Regions from separate parts of the Anas platyrhynchos genome. Here all the other regions are linked to region 3. A link is a contact called in public Hi-C data. All regions are on one chromosome and are shown on one strand. The core of a region is the stretch at or near the end of the contact, and the rest is flanking DNA. Distances in the headings are between cores, read along the strand shown. Region 1 has its middle 40 kb from the start of SMIM32. Region 2 holds the start of LECT2 (leukocyte cell derived chemotaxin 2). Region 3 has its middle 21 kb from the start of SMAD5.

Region 1 (3,827 bases), core at 1,119-3,618, 100 kb before region 3:
CAATTTATTGACTGCCCAAGTGTTCAGACAATTGCTTCTTGTCTTGCAAAGACAAAACCTTTCAGCTGATGCTACCAGAAAGGGGGCAAAAGCAGAAAGCATTAACATGCCTTTAATTAGGAGAACTGCAAAGCCTTAAGCCATGAACTGCTCCTGTCCAGAGATGCAAATCTTAAAACAAAGGAGCTGCCCGAGGGTATCTGGCATCTTGGCACTGCTCTCAGCAGCATGGGACGGGCTTTGCAGGGCACAGGCTGGGGGTGATGCTTCATACACAGCTTTGCCCTCAGGGCTGGACTAATGCTGCCCACAACTTTACAGCGAACTGCTGCTGTCCCTTGTCCCCAGAAAATACAACTTAAAAGTAAACAAAAAACAAGAGCAGTGGCATGAATAACAGTTTAGGAGACTGCCTGCATTCCAATCAGCCCTCACAACACATTAAATTGTCAGAGATAGGCTTTATTTCTAATTATCTGTAAGAGAAATGCCTTTCCAGCAGGCCAGAAGAAGCTGGCCTAATTAAAAGATGGAAGAGATTAAGGATCGTTCAGCAAGGACAACCCGTGAGACATCCCTCTGCCACAACCCTCAGGCTGGTGGCATCTCTCCCTGCACCACAGGCTGGGACAGGGCTCCAGAGCTGCGTGGGGCAGGACCAGGCCACAAAGCAGCTCCATGGCCTCTCAGGCCATGCAGGCACCTGGCGAGCAGGACTCTCCTTCATTCATTTGGCCTGCATTTGCCTCCCTGCTCACCAACAGGGAAACAACAACCCTGACTTTGTAGCCAAGGCTGCAGGTTCTGCAAGATGTCTCTCAGATGGGGCCCTAAAGAACTTAATTTTTAGCTAAAGGGGAAAGAGGGGAAGCAGGTATGACACCCCTAGCTTCCTGTGAGGAAAGGGAGGCACAGGGAAATTCAGGGATTTGCCTTAATGAGCTGGAAGTCAGGGTGCAAACCAGGTTTCTGGATAATTGAATCCTATTTGGAGCAATATTTACACATTAATTCTGCCCTCTCTCACTCCCTGATCTGCACATTTGTAGGGCACGTGCCATGTACAAGGGACAAGCTCTGCCAATGCCCAGTGAAAGCAGCACAAGGAAGGACACCAAGAAAAAAGACTCACTGCCTCAGTAGCAATATATCATTTGGGGATGTGATTCTCTAAATCTCTGGGAGGTTTTAATGGCTTCATATGACACTGAGATAAGTCTTCACTACAGTTTAATTTAAATAAATCCATACAGAAAGGGAGATAATAGCCAAGGGGGCAAAATAACTAAACTGCTTGTAGAGTTTGTAATGGCTTTAACAGCAAGGAAAAGTGTATCCACTTAAGGTCATTTGAGAGAGATATTTAACACAAATTTGCAGCATGACAAAGAGGATTTGGAAGGGCTTTAAAGGTTATTGAATAGCTAACGAGCTTGTTAATTTTTAGCTAATATTTACTATAATGCAGACTAATATGCAATTCCCATACTAATGATTAATTATACTGCTGCAAGGATTTAATTAAAGCTTACACAGCAGGAGGGACTGGGGGCCTGGTGCTGAGCTGAATTTCCCTGCTGCAGCCACTGGTTCTGAGAGTGGGCAATTACTCCCCACGTACTGAGGAGGCAGGAGACTGATGGTCAAGATCTTCCAGAGGATGAAGGTCATTCAAAGAGGTGGCACATGGACTTCGTAGCAAATTGCATCTGAAAACAAATAAACTGATCCCCAAAAGAAACCCATACCTGTAGCCCTGTGTCTAAGAGCATTCTGTTCTCCCACAGACTCACAGAATGGGCAGGGTTGGAAGGGACCCCAGAAGATCATCCAGTCCAACCCCTCATATTGCTCTGTCACCCTCCCAGTTAAAAAGAGCCTCCTCATATTGAGCCTGAACCTCCTGTGCTTCAGTTTGTGCCCATTGCCTCTCATCCTGTCACTGCCCTCCTCTGAACTCACTCCAGTACCTCCATGTCCCTCTGGTACTGGGGAGCCCAGGATTTTCTGATTGTTTTTGGTTTTTGTTTTTTTTTATTAACACATAAGAAAAGACTTGTGGGGTTCATGTTCTGCAGCTCTTCCTAAGGGGAAAATGAGGAGGAGGGAAAAGTACAACCTGAGGTATGAGAGGAAATGAGAGGAAGGAATGTTACAGTGGGTGTCAGGAGGTGCCAGTTAAAATAACAGCCACAACCTGCAATAACCCCAAAATCCCTTATACCCCCAGGTAGCCTGGTGGTCTGAGAGGAGAGGAACTATTTACCATAATTTCAGGAGCTTTTTTCTGCCTTTAATGTGAAAAGACTCACAGTGGCGCAGCTGATGCACGACTCGTGCCCTGGCTGCTGCTTGCACTCGGGGCCAGCAGGCTGTGCTCACGAACAAGCAATCTGCAGCTCTGCCTCTGAGGCTCCAACGTAAAGCCAGATCGACAGCAGAAAAATCCTCTTTCTGCAGGTTTTTTCTTTTTCTTTTTTTTTTTTTTTTTTTCCAACTCGTTACAGCAACCTGCCTACATGCTTTAACAACACACAAAGCCACATGAATGTAGCTCTTATTAAACTGTGTCATTAAATGAAGGAAATGTGGAAACGCCGCTTTCTTGTTAGATAACATTTCTTCATCTGATTTCAGTGCACGCTCAGAGAGGTTTTTTTTCTTTGTACAGTCTTAATTTTTCTGGTAAATATCTACCCTGCTCCCAGGGGACTACATCTTTCAGTGTCTCACACTTATTCACACCTGCCCAAAGATAAAAAAATCTCTGTAAGCAAAATTCACCCTTTGGCTTGATTTTGTGTTACAGACCTACTGTGTCCAAATCACCACCTGCTGCTTCCCCAAAGTGGAGATTCAGCTACTTACACTTATTTTAAAACAGTATGATTAGATTCTTCTCCAACCCATACCTACACAAGTCAAAATTAAATTGTCTGGAACTTGAAAACAAAGTCGTGTTTCTGCTATCATCTCATATAATAAGTAGGGTTTTCTTGACCCATCCTTCAAATTTTAATGGTATTAACAAAATGGGGAACATATGTACATCTGAGGTACATAATGAAGACATATTAGACAAGTAGATTTAAATTAAACATTAGGAAGAAATTATTTATTATAAGGGTGGTGAGGCACTGAACAGGCTGCCCAGAGGAGTTGTGGGCACCCCATCCCTGGCAGTGCCCAAAGGCTTTGGGATGGGGCTTTGAGCAGCTTGGCTGGTGGAAGGGATCCCTGCCCAGGGATTGGAATTAGATGACCCTCAAGGTCCTTTGCAACTCAAACTATGCTATGATAATATGATTCTAAGTACAAAAATACTTGTGAGCAACACAAGTGACAGCAGTGGGCCAGCCCCTGACCCCCTGTAATAGTCTTCCTTGGATGCTTTCCAAATTCTAATAGGAAATCCCTCCAGCATGTATCCTTCCTGGGGCTAGAATTCAGCCTTTAGCCACTACTCGTTCTAGGCACTTAGTCTGTACTTGGTTAGAGACACTACTTCAGCAACAAACTAAACTTCCAGAAATACAGTTTATTTCTTGCTTTTCTTCTTGCAATGATGAGTCAGAAATCTTTGCATTGTGACAGCTTAAACAAGTGAATTTTATGCTCCCAGGTGCAAATAAGAGTCAGACAAAAGCTCAGGGGTGAAATCTACCCCTCCTGCACCAAAATCAGTTTAACCTCGTTCGTGACTTTTGGGTCTCCAAGATGCACTGTCAGTAAATATGGACTCCTCTGAGATCTGGATGAAAGGCAGGAGTGACACAGAATTATTGGGATGACATCCACCAGACTTTCTTTGACTTGAATAAGAATTT
Region 2 (3,847 bases), core at 515-3,014, 64 kb after region 3:
ACAGCTAGCAACAAGCAAAACGTGAAGGAATTGGCAGCTGTTGTGCAGTGCTTTGATCTTTGCAGCATTGCTCAGACACAAGGCTGCAGTTCCCACCAAAGGCAGTGCTGTGAATGCACACAAGGCAAGCGAGGCATCAGCTGCTCTTGCACCACTGTCGCCAAACCTGAGTTAGTCATTCTGTACCTCTCTGATCTTTATCTGAGGGAGTAATGCACAATGTCAGCAAATAATTCAGTCTTTGCCATGTTTAATTCACTCCATTAGCTCTGCTGAAACTTTCTAACTCAGTTAGCAAAGCCCAAAGAAAGGCAAAGCATCTCACAGAGGGGCACGGGGAGCCTGCCTTGCAGACCACCACAGTCTCCCTGGCTGCCACGTGCTGCAGGCACCACGGCAGCAGTTTATTAAAAGACCCTGGGGGAACAAATTCCCACCTGGGAATCCAGATTTCCAAAAAGCTCTTTGTGCAAACTGCATGAAACCAAAGCAGATGCACATTTTGTAAGGTTTACATGCACAGTGTACTGGTGGCACCCCTACCCGAGGGTGGGTGCAGGAGCCAGCTGCTGTGGCTGCTGCCAGGGAAATGCCAGTGATGGAGCAGGTCAATGGCCAGGAGGGCTCGGGGTTGTGTTTGGAGAAGTTGGTGGGTTCCCTGCCACGTCTCACCACGGTACGCTTCCTCTGCTGCACTAAACTGAGCATGCAACGTGAAACCAAGCGGGCTGAAAAGGGGGTTGGCCCTCAGGATATTTATTAGCAAGAGAATATGCAGGAAAACTCGTTTTTAGCTGCTGGGGAAATGCACAGCATTACTTCAGTCATTCTTTTCTCCTCTTTGATCTTAATTGTTAAGCTGCTAATAAAATTAGCAATTAGCAATCTGAATTTAAGGTAATGCAAGTTTATTTGACATGGTTTAGGTATGATCATATCTCAGCAATCGGGCTGAGAGCCAGCCCTGACCCACAGCCATGTGGGCACCTGGGCACGGGGTTATTTCTACACAGAGAAACCAAACAGCATGCACCGGGCAGCCAGAGAGAGAAGCAGATAACAACTTCCAGCTCCTGGCTATAAACCAGGCATCCAGCTCCCTCCTTTCCCAGAAACAGCTCTGGAGATGGCCTTGTTCACGCTCCACTGCTCTCTTGTCCTTCCATTTCCCGTAAATTTGCTCAGCCCCAATGTCACAGGGTCCTGCACTTTGTCCGTTCAGGAACAGTGAAGATTGTAAACATCTCCCACGCCATTAGCACGGCAGGTTTGTCATCCTGGACAAAGCGATATCTGGGATGCATTAACGAAGGAATGGGGATCAGGGGTCCCATCTCATGGGCTGCCTAACCCAAGTTTGGGCACACAGAGTTTTTCCTGCATGAAGCACGGAGCTGTACCCACCTGCCTGAATTTCTTTCCAAGCCATGGTGGGACAGCAAAGGCATATATATATATATTTTATATATTTTTTTTTACATTCGAGTTCTTTTCCCCCTTTCCACCCATGGCATCTTGCTAAACGTCAGAATTGGGCAACAGGCAGGAATGGAGAGAACCGCTTACAAACTGTCCTTAATGTTTGGTTTTAAAATTCTTCTTTTTTGCTGTAAACAAAAGCAAACAAGAACACGCAGCTGGTGTTGCTAAACGGGCTGGAGCCTGCACACACCGAGCAGCCAGGCTGGGGGTGCAGCCCATGGGCTGTTGGCAGCTCTTGCTCCTGGCCCGAATCTGCAGGCAAAAGCACTGCTGTCATGTAAATTTTCTGATTGGCTGGAAAAGTTGGGATACAGCCTCTGTTGGGATGTATAAATAGACAGCAAAGTGGTTTGGACCTTTTGCTTTGAAAGCAGAGCTCCTGAGGTGCATCAAGATGCATGGAGTCACCGCACTCATCCTTCTGATTGCCATCTCCAGTGGTAAGTTAGCTCAATTTTTGTAAACATTGCTCATTGCAACCTGCCTTTTTTTCCTTTCTCTGATTTTTGTCTTCTCTTTCTCTTTGTTTGTTTGTTTTGTGCTTTTTTTTTTTTTTTTCTTTATGTGGTATAGAAGCTGATTTATTCTGTGCCATTTTTCGCTTTTGAAAATCACTCCCCTCCCATTGCATAGAAACCTACATCAAAAAACCCTTTTTAGTTATGGTGGAGAATTGCAGTGAAATTTTGTAGGAGTACCAGCACTGCTTGAATAGCACAGAGTCAGCTGAGGTGCACCAATCCCTAACAGCACGCATTTTTTCTTAAAAGCCTTTTACTTAAAGATCAGCCTGCTGAGCACAGAGTGTTCCCAGACGTGTTTGTGCGTTAAATGTCATCACCTTTGCTTCCATAAAGAATACATGATTCATTACAATAAACGAAGAATACCTAGAACAAAGGGCTGCTTAGCTTGAGGAAGGCATTAGAGGTTTCCTGCACCTTTTAGCACCAGTCCTTTGGCGTATAATTTCCCCATTTGTGTATGCTCCCCGATGCCAGCAGGGCTGGTGCCTGCAAGGTGTTGATGCACACAAACAAACCCCAGCCCGCTGCTTTTTGCTATGCTAGCCCTGTTCTCCAGACCCAAAGACATCGCTTGGGCATCCTGGGGGCTTTGGTGGTGGAGGCTGGGACCCTTTGGGGCTTCCAGAAGGTAAAGGAGGGTGCCCCTGTTCCCCCTTTTCCCCTACAAAGCTCTTCCTCTCAGGCGTGGCTGGGGCTGTGTTATCAGCAGGGGTTTGGCTGTGGGTGACGACAGTGAAAGCTGGATCCTTTGTCCATCACTTGGGTGGTTGGACTTGGTATTGAAGGTTTTTTCCAGCTTAGATGATTCTGTGACTCTATAACTGTTTGTTCTGCGTCTTTGCTTTGCAGTCACTGCTGCAAGTACCCTCAGGTGTCATCGCACAAAGCATAAAACAAAACGAAAGATGTCTCACAGCATCCCTAAAATTAACTTCCATTAAAAGATAACAAATTATCTGGTTCCATGAACCTGATCCATGCTTACAACAAAGTCCAAAGGGATTTTACTCTTAATTTCAACAGACTTTCAACCGGGCCTTTAGATTTTTCTCTTGTGTGGCACTTAGCAATAGAAACTGTTAAACAACATGGGCGGGGAAACCTCCTTGCCAGCTGCTGCCTTTCACCTTCTCTTCTTTTCTAGTTGCTGCAGGCCAATGGGGGAACATCTGCGCAGGTCAATCCTCCAACAAAATCCGAGGTTGTGACCAACACGGCTGTGGCCGCTACAACGCCCCCAGGTCTGGGCTGCAAGGACAGGACAGCACTTGAAGCCTTCTTAATAAAAATAAGCACAAAATAGTGGGGGGGGAGCGGGATGGGGTGGAGGAGCTGTGAGATTGGAGCTTTGGGGTCGTTTCCCTGGAGCTCAGGGCAGAGCAGGGTGATGGGGGGCAGCAGGAGAACCAACCCACTGCTTGTTTATGGGGTCTGCTCTTCTGCAGGGGAAGGAGGACGCACAAAGGGGTGGACGTGGTGTGCACGGATGGCTCGGCGGTGTACGCGCCCTTCTCAGGGAAGATCGACAAACAGGCCAAGCCCTACGGGAACGGCAACGCCATCGACAACGGCATCCAGATGTCAGGAGAAGGTAGCCAAGCTGAAGGATGCGCGCTTGCAACCCCTGATTGCAAAATGCTCCTGGCTGTTTATTTTATTTTAAGCTGAGTCCAAATTTGTGACCCCCGCCTGAGCTGCAGAGTGTTTGCCTGTTGATGAATCCAAACAAAAAATGCATCTTTGAAAGCCAGGCTCTGTTTTTGCAGGAAAATTGATTGATGCCAGGTTGTGGCATTTCCCACCTGTGAAAAAGGTTAAAGGATGGAGCCCTTTGCACA
Region 3 (3,898 bases), core at 754-3,253:
CTGTGACGATTCCTGGCTCACAAAAAGGGCCTGGGATGCAGCTTAGGCTTTCATTCCATTTCTAGAAATAAACGCTTTAACAGAAGAAAACAGCACAATGAACGTAGGTAATGGCTCTGAGGTCTGAAACTGCTTCACACCGTCACAAGAACAGACATTCCTTTTATGCAGCTTCTCTCAAATCACCTTTTCTCAGTCAGTTGAGGATCTGCACACACACTCCCTCTCTTTAGCTAATTGAAAATTAACCTGTGGTGTCTTTGCTTCGAAGCACATGATTTACATAGCACGGATGAGTTGTACGGTGATAATTACTTTCAGCTTATTGAAGTGAAACTCTCAATGGAGAAATGGAGGTTGGAGGAGGGACTGAATTCACAACTATTTTTTTTCATCCAGTTTCAGTGAAATACGTTTCAGGACATATGCCAGAGACCCCAGATATCTTAGCATAGGTCCCACAGTGAGCCTGCAATGGAGCCCAGCTTTCCCATGGCCCAGGCAGCATCCTACCTGTTGGACTCCACTTTCTCTCTACAGCACTCCTGAGATGCTGATGTCCTCTGGCCGCAGAGGAGACAACAGCTTAGAAGTCTCCTGATATTAGCTTGCTCTCTGTCCCTCCACTGAAAGAAAAGCCTCACTACCACAAAGACCCATCCCAGCCCTCCAGCACCCCAAAGCCACCCCATCACACAGAGCAGTGATGTGGACAGCCTGTCAGGAATCAAACAGCACGGCTGCTTGTTTAGTGAGGTGCTAACCCTTGCAGCCAAGGCCAGGCACGATGAGGCTGCAACCACAGGCCACGTCAAATATGCTGCAAGCCAGCACCAGCAGTCGCTGAACAATAACCGTTTTCACTTTTAGCCACCCAGGCTGCCCTTCAACTTGTGCTGCACAAGACAATAGCCTGACCCCGACTCAGCCAGGCCCTCCCTGAAGAATCAAAACTAATGCTTTCACCCAAAGGAAGACTACTTTTTTTTTCCTCCCCCCTAGGAGGGGTTTTGACTGTATTATTGACAAATGAAAGAAAAAAAAAAAATCTCTACCTAGTCCTTGCATCCGAAAATTTGTCAGGCAAGCCTCAGATTTATTTTTCTAAACCTGATTTTGCAGGAACATTATGTAAGCAGCAGTTTTCTATCTCCCGCTACTATAAAGTAATGCCTATTTTGACTTTGCCACATACACCCAGGTACAAACGCAACATTTGTTTAGGGAAGGGGAAAACACTTTTTTAGGTTTCTCCTCTGAGCAGATTTATCCATTTTTATTTGCAAGAAAGGAAGAAAGAAAACCCTTTATTGGTGCAAACCCCAAGCCTGGGCACAGCTTTGCAGCCAGGTTCCTGTAAGCCCGGTGTGCGGGTGGGGTGGCTCCTGGAGAGGCTCCTTTCCCCCGGTGCCACCCGGTGACTTCTTGCACTTTCCCTACCTCGGCACGAAACGCGAAGCGAAGCTTTCATCGCACAGCTCGGGTTTGCGTTGTTACCAGCAGGGCTATTTATATTCCCTGGAACAATAGCTGACCTTGGCCCAGCTCGAGCCCTTGGATACCCCGGGCTCGCATTGTCCCGCGGCATTCCCACCCAGCCGCCCTCGGCTGCCTTCCCTCCCCAAAGCTGCTAAACCCTTGGGTGCAGGGTGGGGACGTGGCAGGCACCATAAACAAGGCGAGGCGAGGCTCCACACTTCCACACTCAAGGCTGGAAGCCCAAAGGCGAGGAGAGAGGTGCTGCTTTCCCCATCCTCCTGCAAGCACGGAGAAAAGGTCACCACTTCCCCTGTGACCTCTGCCACGAAAAAGTTTGCTTCGCTAGCAGCAATTACTTCTCGGAAACACAAAGCGAACCGCTCTCCCTAGCGGCTGGCTTCCTTTCCTTCTGGAAAGAAAGGAAGGGGCCCGGCGGAGACCCCCGGTGTTGTACCCGGGTGTGCTGCGGGTCCGCCCGCCGGGTCCCCCCGCCTGCAGCCCGGCGGCGAGGGCGCTGCTCGGGGCTGTGGCTGCGGAGGGGCCGCCAGAGGGACCTCGCGGCCAGGGCTGGGACGACCGAAACCAGCAACGCCCCAGCACCCCCGCAAAGCCCCGGGACCCCCGGCACAAGGGGCAGGGCCGGGGGGGCGAAGCAGGGTCCCCTCCGTCGCCAACCCAACGCGGAGGCGCAGCGGAGGGGATGCGCTCCTGCGCCTCCACCCCCGGGCATCGCGCTCCTCTTCTGCCCTCTGCACAGCTCGCTTTGAATTCACAGCTTACAGCCAGGCAGGGGGCACCTCCCGTCCCCCACAGCAACATTTTGGAGTAGGGATAGTTCCTTCTGAATTTGAGGATCTCCCCCGAGAATGAAATCAAATCAATACAGGTGTATAGAAGCGTTCGAGAAAATGGGGTCCCTGTCTCCGGGTTGAACCATTTTGTTCTGGAAACTCCCCAACACACACCTGGGAGGACAGGAAGGTACCTGCCCGTGCCATCAGCCCCTCTCTGAGCAGATCTGGGGCTGCACAGCCCAACTGGACTTTATCAGAGCAGCTATTTGAGGCTGAATAATTTCCTCCTCGCTCTTCTAACAGCATCTTCAGCTGGCATAGGGCCCAGGGGCAGGAGGAACCTGCCAAGGAAGTAGTTCTGAGTTGCAGCAGCTCTGCTGGGAGATTTTAATTTCTCTCTAGCATGACTCTGAGCATAAATAAGGTCCAACAACAATTAGATTAGAGGTTAGATTGCCTCCCAAAGCCCCAAGAGAGCAGCAAGAACAACAGGGAGAGGATACGGAGCTGCCTGGTAGGCAGCTCGTGCCAGCACACACCTGCAGCAGACCCCAGCCAACACCACAAACAAAACCCATCGGGTCACGTAACAGCAGGACACAGCCCAGCAGTGCCCAGAGCAGACACTACTTTGGGTCCATGGAAAGGGCAGAGGCAGCTCTGTCCGCGCTTTGCAACACTTTTTTTTTTGCCTACCTCTGGGAAAGTCTCAGATTCATGCTGTTAGCCCAGGGCAGGAGCACTGGTCTCCAGCACGCCCTAAGGCACCTCAGCTGGAACCAACTGGTTAGCCAGCACTCAGGTCTTGTGCAGAGCATTAATTTAGAGTTTAATGGCAAAAACGTGGGCATAAGGGTTTTATTATTACTTTTATTTTTTTGTTTGTTTGTTTTATGACTTACTCTTTCAGATCAAAGATGCTAAAACCTTGGGAATGAAACCACCATGAGGAGCAAGAACTTTCCCTATGAGTATGCAATGGAAGCGGAGAGGCTCCATTCTTGGGGTGGTTTTGGTGTTGTTGTTTGAACCACAACGCCATGGTGATAGCCGTGAGAAAACCTCCTACAGTTTGGACACAGATCCTACTGACTTCAGCAATTTCAAGGATACCCAGTGCATTTTTGAGGCTTGGAATGAGTGTGGCTGTGTTGAAAGTTTGTTCCTTTGTTGAAGCAGGTTCATCCCGCGTGCCCGCTGGACTGCAGCCACCCCCTGCTCCCACGGCCATGCCCCACGGCCTCTCCTGCTACGCCTGCTGAGAGGTGGGGTGGACGCTTTCTGTACATCACTCCCAATTTACCCCTGCATTTCCAGCCTCTTCTTTCCATTCACATTTTAACTTTTCATTTTTATCCCCTTCTGCTGAGTCTGAACTTCGTTTTCAGAGACGCCTCCCACCAGTCCTTTCCTCTGCCCCTGTGCTGCTGCAGACCAGTGCTGCTCGCCCCAGAAGCCCTTCCCAAAAGCTGCATTTTCCTTTTTATCCATGCACTGCATAAGCAGGGACCATCTTGTTCTGAAAGATCAGATAGAAAATCCAACCCAATTCAGTTTTCAAGTCACATCTCCATATATTTTTATATATACGGAGATATGACAATATATTATTGTGACTTATATAT

What was found. Hi-C and Micro-C count contacts between places; a contact is called where the count stands out from the background.
Region 1: a contact with region 3 is called in a Hi-C map of F1 follicle, with 2.5 times the contacts expected there. The contact joins two enhancer-like sites. A contact is called at or near these places in 3 of 8 Hi-C or Micro-C datasets (F1 follicle, liver and skeletal muscle).
Region 2: a Hi-C map of subcutaneous adipose tissue shows a contact between it and region 3, with 2.1 times the contacts expected there. The contact joins the promoter of LECT2 here to the enhancer-like site in region 3. A contact is called at or near these places in 3 of 8 Hi-C or Micro-C datasets (liver, skeletal muscle and subcutaneous adipose tissue).

The regions. Positions count from the first base shown.
Region 1 is chr14:3,803,627-3,807,453 of IASCAAS_PekinDuck_T2T, reverse strand. No RefSeq gene overlaps it. Among named protein-coding and RNA genes, the nearest start is that of SMIM32, 40 kb to the right of the region's middle. Within about 2 kb of position 2,368, at least 1 of the 8 cell types and tissues checked has an H3K27ac peak or open chromatin away from gene starts, as enhancers often do. A contact at or near this core is called in F1 follicle, where this site is marked.
Region 2 is chr14:3,636,945-3,640,791 of IASCAAS_PekinDuck_T2T, reverse strand. It overlaps LECT2 (leukocyte cell derived chemotaxin 2), which reads left to right and starts at 1,764. Exons shown (of 4, transcript XM_027468633.3): 1 at 1,764-1,922; 2 at 3,154-3,250; 3 at 3,455-3,600. The coding sequence starts at 1,877.
Region 3 is chr14:3,701,321-3,705,218 of IASCAAS_PekinDuck_T2T, reverse strand. No RefSeq gene overlaps it. Among named protein-coding and RNA genes, the nearest start is that of SMAD5, 21 kb to the left of the region's middle. Within about 2 kb of position 2,003, at least 5 of the 8 cell types and tissues checked have an H3K27ac peak or open chromatin away from gene starts, as enhancers often do. A contact at or near this core is called in F1 follicle and subcutaneous adipose tissue, where this site is marked.